Linked DNA regions of Mus musculus: regions 1, 3 and 4 are each linked to region 2. The links are chromatin contacts, called in public ChIA-PET maps. All regions are on one chromosome and are shown on one strand. The core of a region is the stretch at or near the end of the contact, and the rest is flanking DNA. Distances in the headings are between cores, read along the strand shown. Region 1 holds the start of Gfod1 (glucose-fructose oxidoreductase domain containing 1). Region 2 overlaps Ranbp9 (RAN binding protein 9). Region 3 overlaps Gfod1 (glucose-fructose oxidoreductase domain containing 1). Region 4 overlaps Gfod1 (glucose-fructose oxidoreductase domain containing 1).

What was found. ChIA-PET counts read pairs in DNA pulled down with a chosen protein or histone mark.
Region 1: an RNA polymerase II ChIA-PET map of memory CD8 T cells shows a contact between it and region 2, with 615 read pairs. The contact joins the promoter of Gfod1 here to the enhancer-like site in region 2. A contact is called at or near these places in 2 of 484 Hi-C or Micro-C datasets (CD8 T cells and the HPC-7 cell line), 2 of 115 datasets of contacts at active chromatin or transcription factors (effector CD8 T cells and memory CD8 T cells) and 3 of 9 other capture datasets (adipose tissue, liver and pancreatic islet).
Region 3: a contact with region 2 is called in an RNA polymerase II ChIA-PET map of memory CD8 T cells, with 202 read pairs. The contact joins two enhancer-like sites. A contact is called at or near these places in 2 of 115 datasets of contacts at active chromatin or transcription factors (effector CD8 T cells and memory CD8 T cells) and 2 of 9 other capture datasets (adipose tissue and liver).
Region 4: a contact with region 2 is called in an RNA polymerase II ChIA-PET map of memory CD8 T cells, with 823 read pairs. The contact joins two enhancer-like sites. A contact is called at or near these places in 2 of 484 Hi-C or Micro-C datasets (the G1E-ER4 cell line and Th1 cells), 3 of 115 datasets of contacts at active chromatin or transcription factors (CD8 T cells, effector CD8 T cells and memory CD8 T cells) and 3 of 9 other capture datasets (adipose tissue, liver and pancreatic islet).

The regions. Positions count from the first base shown.
Region 1 is chr13:43,302,906-43,305,605 of GRCm38.p6, reverse strand. Gfod1 (glucose-fructose oxidoreductase domain containing 1) reads left to right here and starts at 1,434. Exons shown (of 2, transcript NM_001033399.4): 1 at 1,434-2,361. The coding sequence starts at 2,109. Gm52047 (a long non-coding RNA gene) reads right to left here and starts at 122. Exons shown (of 3, transcript XR_003950636.1): 1 at 1-122.
Region 2 is chr13:43,452,010-43,454,737 of GRCm38.p6, reverse strand. All of the region lies in intron 2 of Ranbp9 (RAN binding protein 9), which reads left to right. Among named protein-coding and RNA genes, the nearest start is that of Gm26064, 28 kb to the right of the region's middle. Within about 2 kb of position 1,352, at least 56 of the 459 cell types and tissues checked have an H3K27ac peak or open chromatin away from gene starts, as enhancers often do. A contact at or near this core is called in CD8 T cells, the HPC-7 cell line, Th1 cells and 3 more, where this site is marked.
Region 3 is chr13:43,201,197-43,203,896 of GRCm38.p6, reverse strand. Gfod1 (glucose-fructose oxidoreductase domain containing 1) reads left to right here. Exons shown (of 2, transcript NM_001033399.4): 2 at 2,653-2,700. Among named protein-coding and RNA genes, the nearest start is that of Gm40929, 31 kb to the right of the region's middle. Within about 2 kb of position 1,331, at least 37 of the 459 cell types and tissues checked have an H3K27ac peak or open chromatin away from gene starts, as enhancers often do. A contact at or near this core is called in memory CD8 T cells, where this site is marked.
Region 4 is chr13:43,267,906-43,270,605 of GRCm38.p6, reverse strand. All of the region lies in intron 1 of Gfod1 (glucose-fructose oxidoreductase domain containing 1), which reads left to right. It overlaps LOC115488162 (a long non-coding RNA gene), which reads left to right. Exons shown (of 2, transcript XR_003950633.1): 1 at 1-2,700. Among named protein-coding and RNA genes, the nearest start is that of Gfod1, 35 kb to the left of the region's middle. Within about 2 kb of position 1,370, at least 106 of the 459 cell types and tissues checked have an H3K27ac peak or open chromatin away from gene starts, as enhancers often do. A contact at or near this core is called in CD8 T cells, Th1 cells, effector CD8 T cells and 1 more, where this site is marked.

The DNA.
Region 1 (2,700 bases), core at 185-2,684, 150 kb after region 2:
TGTCTGCTCTTTGTCTGACCCTGTTCAGGTTGTTGCCAATCCCGGAGCACTTTGTCCTTTTTAATAATGTCGTCCTGAGGTCAACTTTGCCTCCTCCCATTGCCACATCAGCCTTTGTGTGTGTGTGTGTGTGTGTGTGTGTGTGTGTACAGCTCTCTCCAAGAGCCCCGTCTCTGTGCCAGTTGTTACAGTTGCTTTAAACACTCGGATGTATCATGTTTTCCACGCTTATGTTGAAGCAGGACACGTGTCTCTTCCTCTGAGTGCTAAAGGCCAGGGATGAACATAATAGACAGTAGTAACCTCACCTTTCCAGAAACACTGAGCTAGAAGAGCAGGTCCACTTGCCCTTTGGCATTGACTCCTCCCTCCCAGTACGAAGAGGGCACAATGTGACAGGTGGTGAATATCCATCCATTTGTGTACTTAGACAAGTGCCTACTATCTCCTTAGGCCCCGTGATAAGTGACGAGGATATCTTGAGCCATCAGACGCTCACTCAGTCACCACCGCAGTTAGGGCTTTCCACGCATCTCGGACTGATGGTCCCCAGCATTCTGACTGCAGATGTATTAAAGGCCAGGAGAAGCGCTGTGCCAGGGAACTGAAGCTGACAGAGGGCAGTGGCCAGGAGTGGCAGGCAGCCAGAAGTAAACAAGGAAGACCAGACTCTAGACACACGTGCCACAGCCACTGCGGAGTCTGGGTGAGGTCGCCCATGCCACATGGGCACAAGCATGGAGTAGGTGACCAGTGGAGCCTCCTCAGGAGTGGAGTTGGTTTGGGATTGGAGCTGGCACACTTGCGAGTCAGAACTCTAGGGGTTCAGCGCCGAGATGCTGGTGTCTGCCTTCCGATCCTGGCACTGTTGTTCATGTGTGTCACCTTGAGCAAGTCCCTTAACCTCCTCAGAGCTCACTTTCTCATCAATGAAACGAGTTTCCAATAACCTCAGGGTTAAGTGCCTGGACAGCTTCCTAGAGCAGTGGCGAGCACAGAAAAATATCCGGGAGAGGAGACTGTGAACCACGCTGCTCACACTTCGTGGGGTCCTCCGGCCTCCCCGGGGTCTTAGCATCCGCCAATCTTTTCCAAGGAACCCAGTCCTAGCCTATTAAGGGCGCGCCCTGCTTTGATAGATTTATTTGCTTGCTTGGGCGGAGCTTGGAGCACAACGAGGAGGAGGCGGCCGCGGAGGCGGAGAGCGCAGAGAAAGGGAAGCCACCCGGGGGCAGCAGGCGAGACAGGCGGGGCCGGGGAGGAGTCAAAGCGGGTTCCAGGGGCCGGGCGCTGAGCGCAACGAGTGCCTTGGGCGGCGGAGACAAGGGCGGGGGCGACGCTTGGCGGCCAATGGAGCACGGCGCTACCGCAAGGGCGGTGCAGGAACCCCGGCCGCTGACAGTCAAAGTCGCCAACTCCGCCCTCGTACCCGCGGGATCCCGGAGCCGGAGCCCGAGCCCGAGCGGGGCCGAGGCCGCCCAAGGCGCGCTGCGAGCGAGCGAATATGGCAGCAGAATGAGGAGCCTGGCGCCGGGTGGTGTCCGCCGCTGCGGTGCTGCTGCTCGGGATCGGCGCCTGGTACACTACGAGCCTCATCCTTAGTCGGCCTCCGGGTGGCCTCTGGGTTCCATTCGTTACCAAGGACTTGGGGAAAAAGAAGATCCGCAGCCCACAGAGGGTGGTGAAGCGGGAGCGCCATCCGGGAGAGAGATTCTGCCGGGATGAGCCGGCCATGGGGCGGCCTCCGCGGGGCGCACGGAGCCGGCCGGCGCTGCGGCGGGAGCGCTGCCTGAGCCCGGGCTCCACGGGGCTTCGGGGCCTCGTGCGTCCTGGCGGAGTCCCTGCCGCTGTCTCCGGGAAGGACACGAGCCCCGAGTGGCGGGCACTGCAGCAGTCACCGCGCTGAGGCTCCCGGAGCCTGCAGGGTCTGTGGTTCGGTGCGCTGTCACGCCACCGCACTCGGGCGCCTTGCCCGGGGCTCGGCGGCTAGCGCAGCGCAGCGAGGTCGGTCGAGGAGCCGGGGACTGCGGGACCGGCCGGAGAGGCGTGTGCGCCGGTGTTCGACTGGAGATCCCGGCAGCAGCAGAACCGGGCGGACCTGAGCAGCCATGCTTCCCGGGGTGGGCGTGTTCGGCACCAGCCTCACAGCCCGAGTCATCATCCCGCTGCTGAAAGATGAGGGCTTCGCGGTGAAGGCGCTGTGGGGCCGCACGCAGGAAGAAGCCGAGGAGCTGGCCAAGGAGATGAGCGTTCCTTTCTACACCAGCCGCATCGACGAGGTGCTCCTGCACCAGGATGTGGACTTGGTGTGCATCAACCTGCCGCCGCCGCTCACTAGGCAGATCGCTGTCAAAACCCTGGGTGAGCGACCCCTCCCCCAGCCCTCTCTTCTTTAGCTCGGCTCTTCGCTTCTCTCCAATTGGACATATCCCAGGAATCCCAAACCCAAGCTTGTTAGTCCCAGCTTTCCCCTTTCCAGTCGGTGGCCTCCCCCACCTCCACGCTTCGCTCCTGATACCAGCTGGAAGCGCATCCCCACGTGTGTGGTGCGGAGGCTAGAATAGGCTTGGATTCTAGGTATAGGAACCGAATGGGTCAGATACAGAAGACCGGTTGCTGTTCCAGGAGGGAAACTCGGTACCCAGCTGTATACGTTAGTTAGTGCTCTGGTGTGTGGGTGCGCGTGCGTCTGGAAAAGGA
Region 2 (2,728 bases), core at 103-2,602:
TCGAAAAACCAAAAAAAAAAAAAAAAAGCAGCCTGTGTGGGTTGTGGTGGATTTGCTAAGATGCCAGGGTTATACATTACAGTGAAAGACAACTGAAGAGAGAAGCAAAGCTTCCTGAGAGGATTCGTGTGTGTGTGTGTGTGTGTGTGTGTGTGTGTGTGTACTTTGCATCTGCAGTAGACAGAAATACAAAGTGTACTGGGCAAACACATCACCTGAGACAACCTGGACAGGGCACTCTTTTCTTTTGTCCACGGCTAGACCTGTAAGCACCGGAGACTGTGACTGAGTGAGTTGTAAGCTGTGGGCTGTGGGCACTCCCTTGCCTGGGTTAAGAAAAAGAATTTTTATTGCATATACAACCTCACAGAGACTGACAGTGTGCCCAAGACCTGCAGAGGTTTGTGCCAGACAGGATTCTAACATGGAGAGGTAGATGTGGACACACCACCCCACTCCTGACCGAGAAGCTGTGCACTTGATACTTGCTGGGAACACTAAGTCTGTCAAGTTGCACTCCAAGGCAGGCTGTGTCCTCAGGAGTAGATGCACAACACAGAAACAACTCCATGGTCTGGGTGGGTGCGGGGAAGGTTCTGGGATGAGTTGGGGGACAGGAATGTGTATGATCAAATATGAAAAATTTCAAAATAATAGAATTTCTGCAATTTAGTCTGTGTGTGCGTGAGAGTGTGCATGTGTGCATTTGTGCCATATCCTGTGTATGGAGGCCAGAGGAGAACTTGAGGGACTTCAGTCTAGTACCACATGGGACCTAGAGATTGAATGTAGATGGTCAGGGTTTCAGCAGGTGATTTACCCACTTAGCTATCTTGCCAGTCTACATTTTTAATTGATCATTGAGCCCTTTTCACCATGAACTATCTTTATCTTTTAAAAAATTACATTTATATGTATGTATGTATGTATGTATGTATGTAACGAGAACCCCTACTCGGAGCCATCTCACTAGCTCTGCTTTTCTATGTAGGGCCAGATGAGGTGGTGTACACTTACCCCAGCACTTGCAAGGCAGAGGCAGGCAGATCCTCGTGACTTAGTTCAAGGCCATCCTGGTCCATGTAGCCAGTCCTAGGCCAGCCAGGGTTATATAGTGAAATCCTGTTAAACAAAACAAAAACAAAATAAAACCAAAAGACTCCACAAAACCAAAACTCAAAGAGTTGTATTTAATTAGCTCACAAAAGATTAGGTTTCCTTATCCATTATTCATACCTACTTGGTTTTTGATTGATGTCCCCTTTTTACAGCTTCCTGCCCCAGCCCCCACAGCCTCCCGTTCCTGGGAGTTTCCTTTTTACTTTCGTATCTTCTGTGCTCTACCACCCTTCCTGCTCTCCTGTGAAGTTTCTTTTTATGTCTCACATGGGCCCCTTTCTGGTTTCCTGGCTTCTACACAAATGCACATACAGAAAAATTAAAAGATAGAGTCTGCATATGAAAGACAACATGCGTCCATTTTTCTTGTTTTCATTAAGTTCTATTGTGTATTTTACCATATATTTACATAAATCTGTTCTCTTGAGGGACGTTTAGGCTGATTCTGTTTCCTGGCTATTGTGAACAGAACAGCAGCAAGCATGGATGTGCAGGAGTCTCTGGTGTGTTGGGCGTCCTTTGGGCTTATGCTGTGTTGTACTTCTAGCTTTTCTGAGTGTGCTCCACAGTGATTCCATGGTGACTGCACCAGTTTACACTGTCATCAGTAGTGAATAAGTGTTCCCTTCCCAGTCGCCATGCTAGCATTTGTTCTCTGGATAATAGCCATTTGGACTGGGGTGAGACGAGCCTCATTGTAGTTGAGCTTCCCAGATGGTTAGAGCTCTTCTTCTTTTAAGAATTTTATCAGTTCTATAGCCATGCTTTGATTGAGTTGTCTTGTTTGTTTTTGTTAAATTTTTAAAAGTTCTGTGTGTATTCCAGGTATTTATCTGTCCTGCTAGTTTGTAGCTAGTAAAGATTTTCATTCCTTCTGTAGCTTCTCCCTTCATTTGATTAACGAGTTCCTTTGCCATGAAATTTTCTTCTCATTCTACAGTGTTTTACCGTTGTACAGTAGTGAGTGTGTAGAGTTCTGTTCCAGCAGCCCTTGCCTCTGCCAGTTCTAGAGTCTCACGTCTTAAGCTAAGGTCATGATCCATTTGGACTTGATTTTGTGCATGGGGAGACATAGTTTCATCTTTCTTTGTGTAGACATTAAATTTTCCTGGTTCTGTTTGTTGAAGAGGCTGGGTTTTTTTTCCTTTAAATTTTTGGGAGTTAAAAAAGTGAAACTTTTGGCATCCTGTTAGAAGTCAGAGGACAATAGCTGTATAGGTTTACATCGCACTGATTTACCTGGCTGCTTTTGTGCTAGTGCCAAACTGTTTCTGTTACAGTACCTGTAGTATAACTACAGGAAATCGGGGATATTGATACTTCTAGCATTGTTTTTTTTGTTTTGTTTTGTTTTCTGAGGATTGTTTTGGCTGTCTGAGGCCTTTTGTGTTTCCAAATCAGTTTTAAGGTGAACTTGTCTATTTCTGTGACAGATGGTGTTTGACATCCGGTTGGGAATCTCTAGGTCGCTTTTGCTTACTTGCATTTTGAAAGCATTAAGGAGGGTGGAAGCTGCATTTTTGTTGGAGAACCAGATGAGTTTGTTTTGTTTTGTTTTGTTTTGTTTTGTTTTGTTTTTTAGTATAGAATAGAGTTTATTTAGGGCATG
Region 3 (2,700 bases), core at 82-2,581, 250 kb after region 2:
AGGCCATGGGCATTGAGCCCAGTGACAGAAAACACACGCAGTGGGATGGAAGAAACCTCATTTCCACTTCCCATGAGAGACCTCAGGAGGGCATCAAGCTGCTTGTGAGGAAGAAGGAAGGCCCTCCCCCCACAGCTGAGAGTATGTTTATCTTCCATTAGGCTCCATGCCCGCCTCTCAGTCTCCCAGCCTCAGCTCCACGCATAGATGGGGAGGTTCCATCTTTCTCCTTAAAAACCAGGGAGCACTCACGTTATTTGTTAATGTCTTGGTCCTAAAAGTAAAGTTAATCTAGCTACAGAGGTCTCATGTCTGGCTTAAGGTCTCGGTCCATGCAGAAGACAGTTAAGGAGCCCGGCACAGTTCAATGTGTTCTCTACCATCCAATCTTGGTCACACAGGACTGCATGGACAGATGTGGCCATGTCCCAAGACATTCATTTCTGGGCACGGGGACAGGTCCCTCAGTGAGTCTGCTGAATTTGGAGCTGTAGCATGATGGCTCCTGGTGGCTGGTATCTGTCACAGCTGCCGTGGACTCGCAGAATGCCTGCCCGCTCCTATTGCTGTTAACAGTGGAGAACTCTGATGGAGCACTCTCTTGGAGCTCAAGAAATGTTTGGGACTGGCAAAAACACAAATGCTTTCTCTCAGCCACTTCGTTTGCCTTTCATCTGCTTTGCCCTTTACTGTGTCCACGTGGAAAGAGGGAAGCCATGTGTTGTTGCTCCAAGGGCCTTTGCGGAGTTTGCTGCAGTGGAAATGTTCTGGAAGACTGTCGGCAGTCCCAAAGCTTGGGGTCCTCTGCCTTTGAGGAAAGATACATTTCCCATGAGGATGCTATACCACACCTCACCTGGTAGACTTACCACCAGGATCTGGAATAGCAGCGAAGGCTCTCCCATTTTTTCCCTAGGGAGAAGGCACATACACAAGTCTTTGGGGGGTACTTTATGTCAGTGAGAAAGGACCCATTAAGATTTTCTGACTCTAGCCAGACGGTGGTGGCACACACCTTTAATCCCAGAACTTGGGAGGCAGGCGGATTTCTGAGTTCGAGGCCAGCCTGGTCTACAAAGTGAGTTCCAAAACAGCCAGGGCTATACAGAGAAACCCTGTCTCGAAAAAACAAAAACAAAAACAAAAAAAAGATCATCAGGTCCTAGCACTATGAAAGAGGAGGAGAGGCCAACCAGAGTTAAGAGTCGTGAAGTTTCCCTTCCAGCTCGTTTCTGTCTCTTTAAGGAGAGATGAAGTCATAGCCTGTTCATGTACCACTGCATCCCAGTCATCTTGCTTTTGTCGTTGAATGGTCTTTGTGGGTGCCATCTCCCGTCATGACTCACTGTTAGTTTGGTTTCGTTTTCAGACAGGATTTCTCTGTGTAGCCTTGGGTGTCCTGAAACCCACCCTGCAGGCGAGCGTGGCCTCGAACTCAGAGATTCGCCTGCTTCTGTGTCCGGAGTGCTCACTCTTCTCTTTGAAGATTACACTCTTTCTTGCCCATTCTTGGCCATCTACACAGTTCCCAGGGTTTTTATGTTAAATAATATGTACAAAGCACCCTTGGGGCAGGAACTGTGTGTGTTGGACATTCCTTTTTCTTTGATTTCTAGAGGTTGCTTATGGTATTCAAGGATAGAGTATACAAGGGCTGCTACCCAAGTCCATCTGCAAAGCATCACAGGCTGTAAGCAGGGGATTGGGACTGGGTATCCATATGTGCAGGAGACTCTGGCTGTGGGCCTAAGACTCACAACGTTTAGTTCTTATCCTTGAGGAATGAGAACCCAAGGCTCTGAGACCACAGCAAGCATCAGAACCCCAAAGGAAGAGACATTGTATCCACAAGGCACTATCCACAGATTTCAGCATGGGGGTAGTAGTCTGTACCTATTCACCCTCCATTTCCCAGCGCATTCACCAGAGTCTTTTCGTCTGCTGAGCTAACAAAGCTCACCCTTTCACTGCTCATTTGGGCTGTATGTGCTGAAGTGGATTGGCTTTCTTTCATAGTTTTCACAATTAAAAAAAAAATCGAAAAGCCTCATTCACATGGCCAGTAGAGTACAACGGAAGAGATGTCCGTTAGATGGTTTGTTTGGGGGCTTCTGAGGTAGGGTATAGCATAGAGTGTAGCCAGAGCCCATAGTCCACAGGTGTAATGCAGATGCTGCCTGTATTGGTCACTCAACCTTGTATGGATTATCTGTTTGCACGAGCATCTGTCCTTGGCAAGCATGGACCTGTTGTCAGAGCACTGTGTGATACGGGTACATGGCATCTAGTGGTACAAACCGTCATTACTTCATCCCTCCGCCAGAGCCTCCATCCTCACTTGGGTTCTAGGAGTTACAAAGGCCGGTGCCGTCCTGAGACGGGGACAGCCAAACTTTCAGAACTGGCAAGAAAATTCAGGCATTCTGTATGCTTAAGGCTGTCACTAAGGGCTACAACTAGGTGTGTGCATATATGTGGGTATCTGTTGTGTTTCTTTCTGCAGTTTGCAACAGTCACATTTGTTTGGCTAGCTTGTCCAATTGGAGAATTGAGAGGGCTCCTCTAGCGGGTACTCCCTCGGTGGCCGCAGCGCCCCCTAGCGGCGGCTCCCTCCAGACAGGGCCACTGATCTGCTGTTCTTGTTCTCTCCAGGAATAGGCAAGAATGTCATCTGTGACCGTACCGCCACGCCGCTGGACG
Region 4 (2,700 bases), core at 121-2,620, 180 kb after region 2:
TGTTAGTCAAATGAACAACCATTAAGCTACATTCTGGCCCAGAAACTTCACGTTGTTTTTACCCTGTGGGAACCGCTGCAAGGTAGCATCATGGCCTTGTGCTTTATCCTGCACGTGACACGCAGCTTGGGATGAGCAGTGCTAAGCTGAGGACTGTCTTGGGCGGGAGCTAGGCTGAGTGCACAGAGAGCTCCCAGCCTTGTGTCCAGCAATATACACTCATGAATCCGAACAGTCGTCAAACTAGAGCAGTGATGGAGCCAAGTCCTGTCCTGTTTGGAATGACTGCTGAAGGAAGCCGGAATAGAGTAGATCGTAGATATCTGATCTCCCTTCCCTTCTCCTGGCACACATCCTTAAATCCTTAGATCTCACCGTGCTGAGTGGCTTTTGAAAGCTAATGAATGGGCTGAAGGCTGGCAGCCCCTGCATGATGTCAGGCTGAGGACAGTCACAGGAAAGATTGGCAGGGTTAGAGAAGTGAGGCTCTCAGCTCAACCCACTGCCTCCGGGAAGAGAGAAAGGTTGAAGGTCAAGTTTATTGGCGGTGGCTTTCATCACCAAGTCTTCTTAATGAAGTGTCTATAATCCGTCCACCCCCACCCCACCCCCATTCTTCTGGGTAGCAGAACACATCAGGCAGGAGTGGCACTTCCAGAGAGGGATGGGGGCACTCTAAGCCCCATGCCCAAAGGATTAGTGTCCTTTGTCATTTCTTTGTGTGTGTGTGTTGGGGATTGAACTTAGGGCCTCATTCAAATGAGCCAAGTGCTTTGTCACCCAGCCTTACAAATCTGATAAACCAGTAGATGCGTTTCCCAGGGTTCTGTGAACTGTACAAGTAAATTAATTGAACCAGAGGGGAGGTGACAGGAACCTGGTTTAGTTAATTAACTAATCCTGGCTTAAATAATTAATTTTGAGCCTGACTCTCCCTATACCACTCAGGCTGACCTTAAGCATGCAATTCTTCTTGTTGTCTGTACTCCCCAATGACTGGGTACACATGAGCTCTATCACACTGGGAGACAGAATAAAGAATCATTCATTCATTCATTCATTCATTCATATGTTTGTTTTGTTTGTTTCAAAAACTGGTGCTGGGGATTGGGCCCAGGGTTTTGTGTGTGTTCTCTTATTAAGCTATGTCATAGCCTATTTGTTATGATTCTTACTATTTTTAATAGCACCCTAGTTTAAAGCAGGTGGATCAGAGGGAGGCAGGATAGCCTGGACTTGTGTGTTTTTATGCAGAGGCAGCCCTGGAACTCAGCCCTCAACCTATGGGACCTGCCACCAATTCTGGGCTCATCCTGTGAGAATGGAATGAAGTGAGCAGACACCCAGTTGGTGTTTGCTGCTGCAGCTGTGACTTGCTTATGGGTGGGGGAAACCCCACACATGAACCTGACGTCACAAGTCTGCAGAGAGAGGGTGAGGAACTGAGTCGTCTTTTCTGTGGCCTCCAAAGTGACTGCCTGGGAATGCAGGAGGTGATGGCGGGGGCAGATTTGAGTGTGTGTGGGTGTGGGTGTGGGGAGAAGTAGTGTGGGCAAGTGACGTCACGATTTGACCTTTGACCTTTTCCTGTTCCCCCACACTGTGTGTGGCTATCTGAGCTTAATTGGGCAGAGCTGTTTGCTTCTTCTCTGAATGGGTTTCTTGAGTTCAGTCAGGATGTCAGGTGCTGGGATGGGCTCAACTGACAGGCACTGTCGGGACCTGGGATTTGCAATGGTTATGGCTTAATGACACCCCTTCTCGAATCTCTGACATCCCTGTCAAACTGTCACAGTATTGGTGAGTTAGGGCGGGGTTTCCTCTTTAAAATAACACTCGCTGTGGTCCTTGGTGCCTGCAAAACAGTGACAAGGTGGCTTTTCTATTCACTAGGCGCTTCTGAGCTTCTCTGAGCCTGGGGTTGGCTTTCCCTTTCAGGAAACCAAAACCCTCGAAGGGCAAAGGGTGGCGTCTGGAATTACTATGGTGATTCAGTGATAGGGACTTCTGAGAGAAGCAACTGGGGATGTGCCCTCAATTCTGTGGGGTCAGAAACCTGACCTATACACATACTCACACACACACACACACACACACACACACACACACCTCTACATGCATCCACTCATTGCCAAGCTTCCAGAGTTGTTAAGGAGCCACACGCTTCTGCTAGATGTGTGCAAGGCCAAGAGCTGGGAGCCATGAGTGCACGTGTGTATGGAGCATACTCAGAGGTCTGAGGGTGTCAGATGACTAAATTCTGAACTTGAGTGAGAACCACAAAATAAGGTGGCAGAAAATCTTAGCTGCAAGCATTCATCGTGTTGTTGAGGGTCTTCATTTCAGGACAAGCAGAGCTTTTTCTGTCAGTGGCAGCTAGAGGTAAAGCCAAGGTCCTGGGATCTGAAGAGCTGCCTCTGAGTCACTTGTTGAGCTGCCCTGCCCCTTTGCAGCCCACAAAAGGACCAGGCAGTGTGCTATCCCTCCCTGGCTGCCAGTTATCCCCTCCAAATTCTGAGTGGCATGTGGGAGGATGAAGAACACTTGGTAGAATTGCAGAGAGTGGGACGTATCTGCTCTCTAGGTGACATGTGAGTGTGGGGACCTATGTGATCACAGGAGGGAAGGGCTATACTCACTCAGAGGAAATGGTGGATACCTGTATCTATCTATGTGTCTGTCTGTCTGTCTGTCTATCTA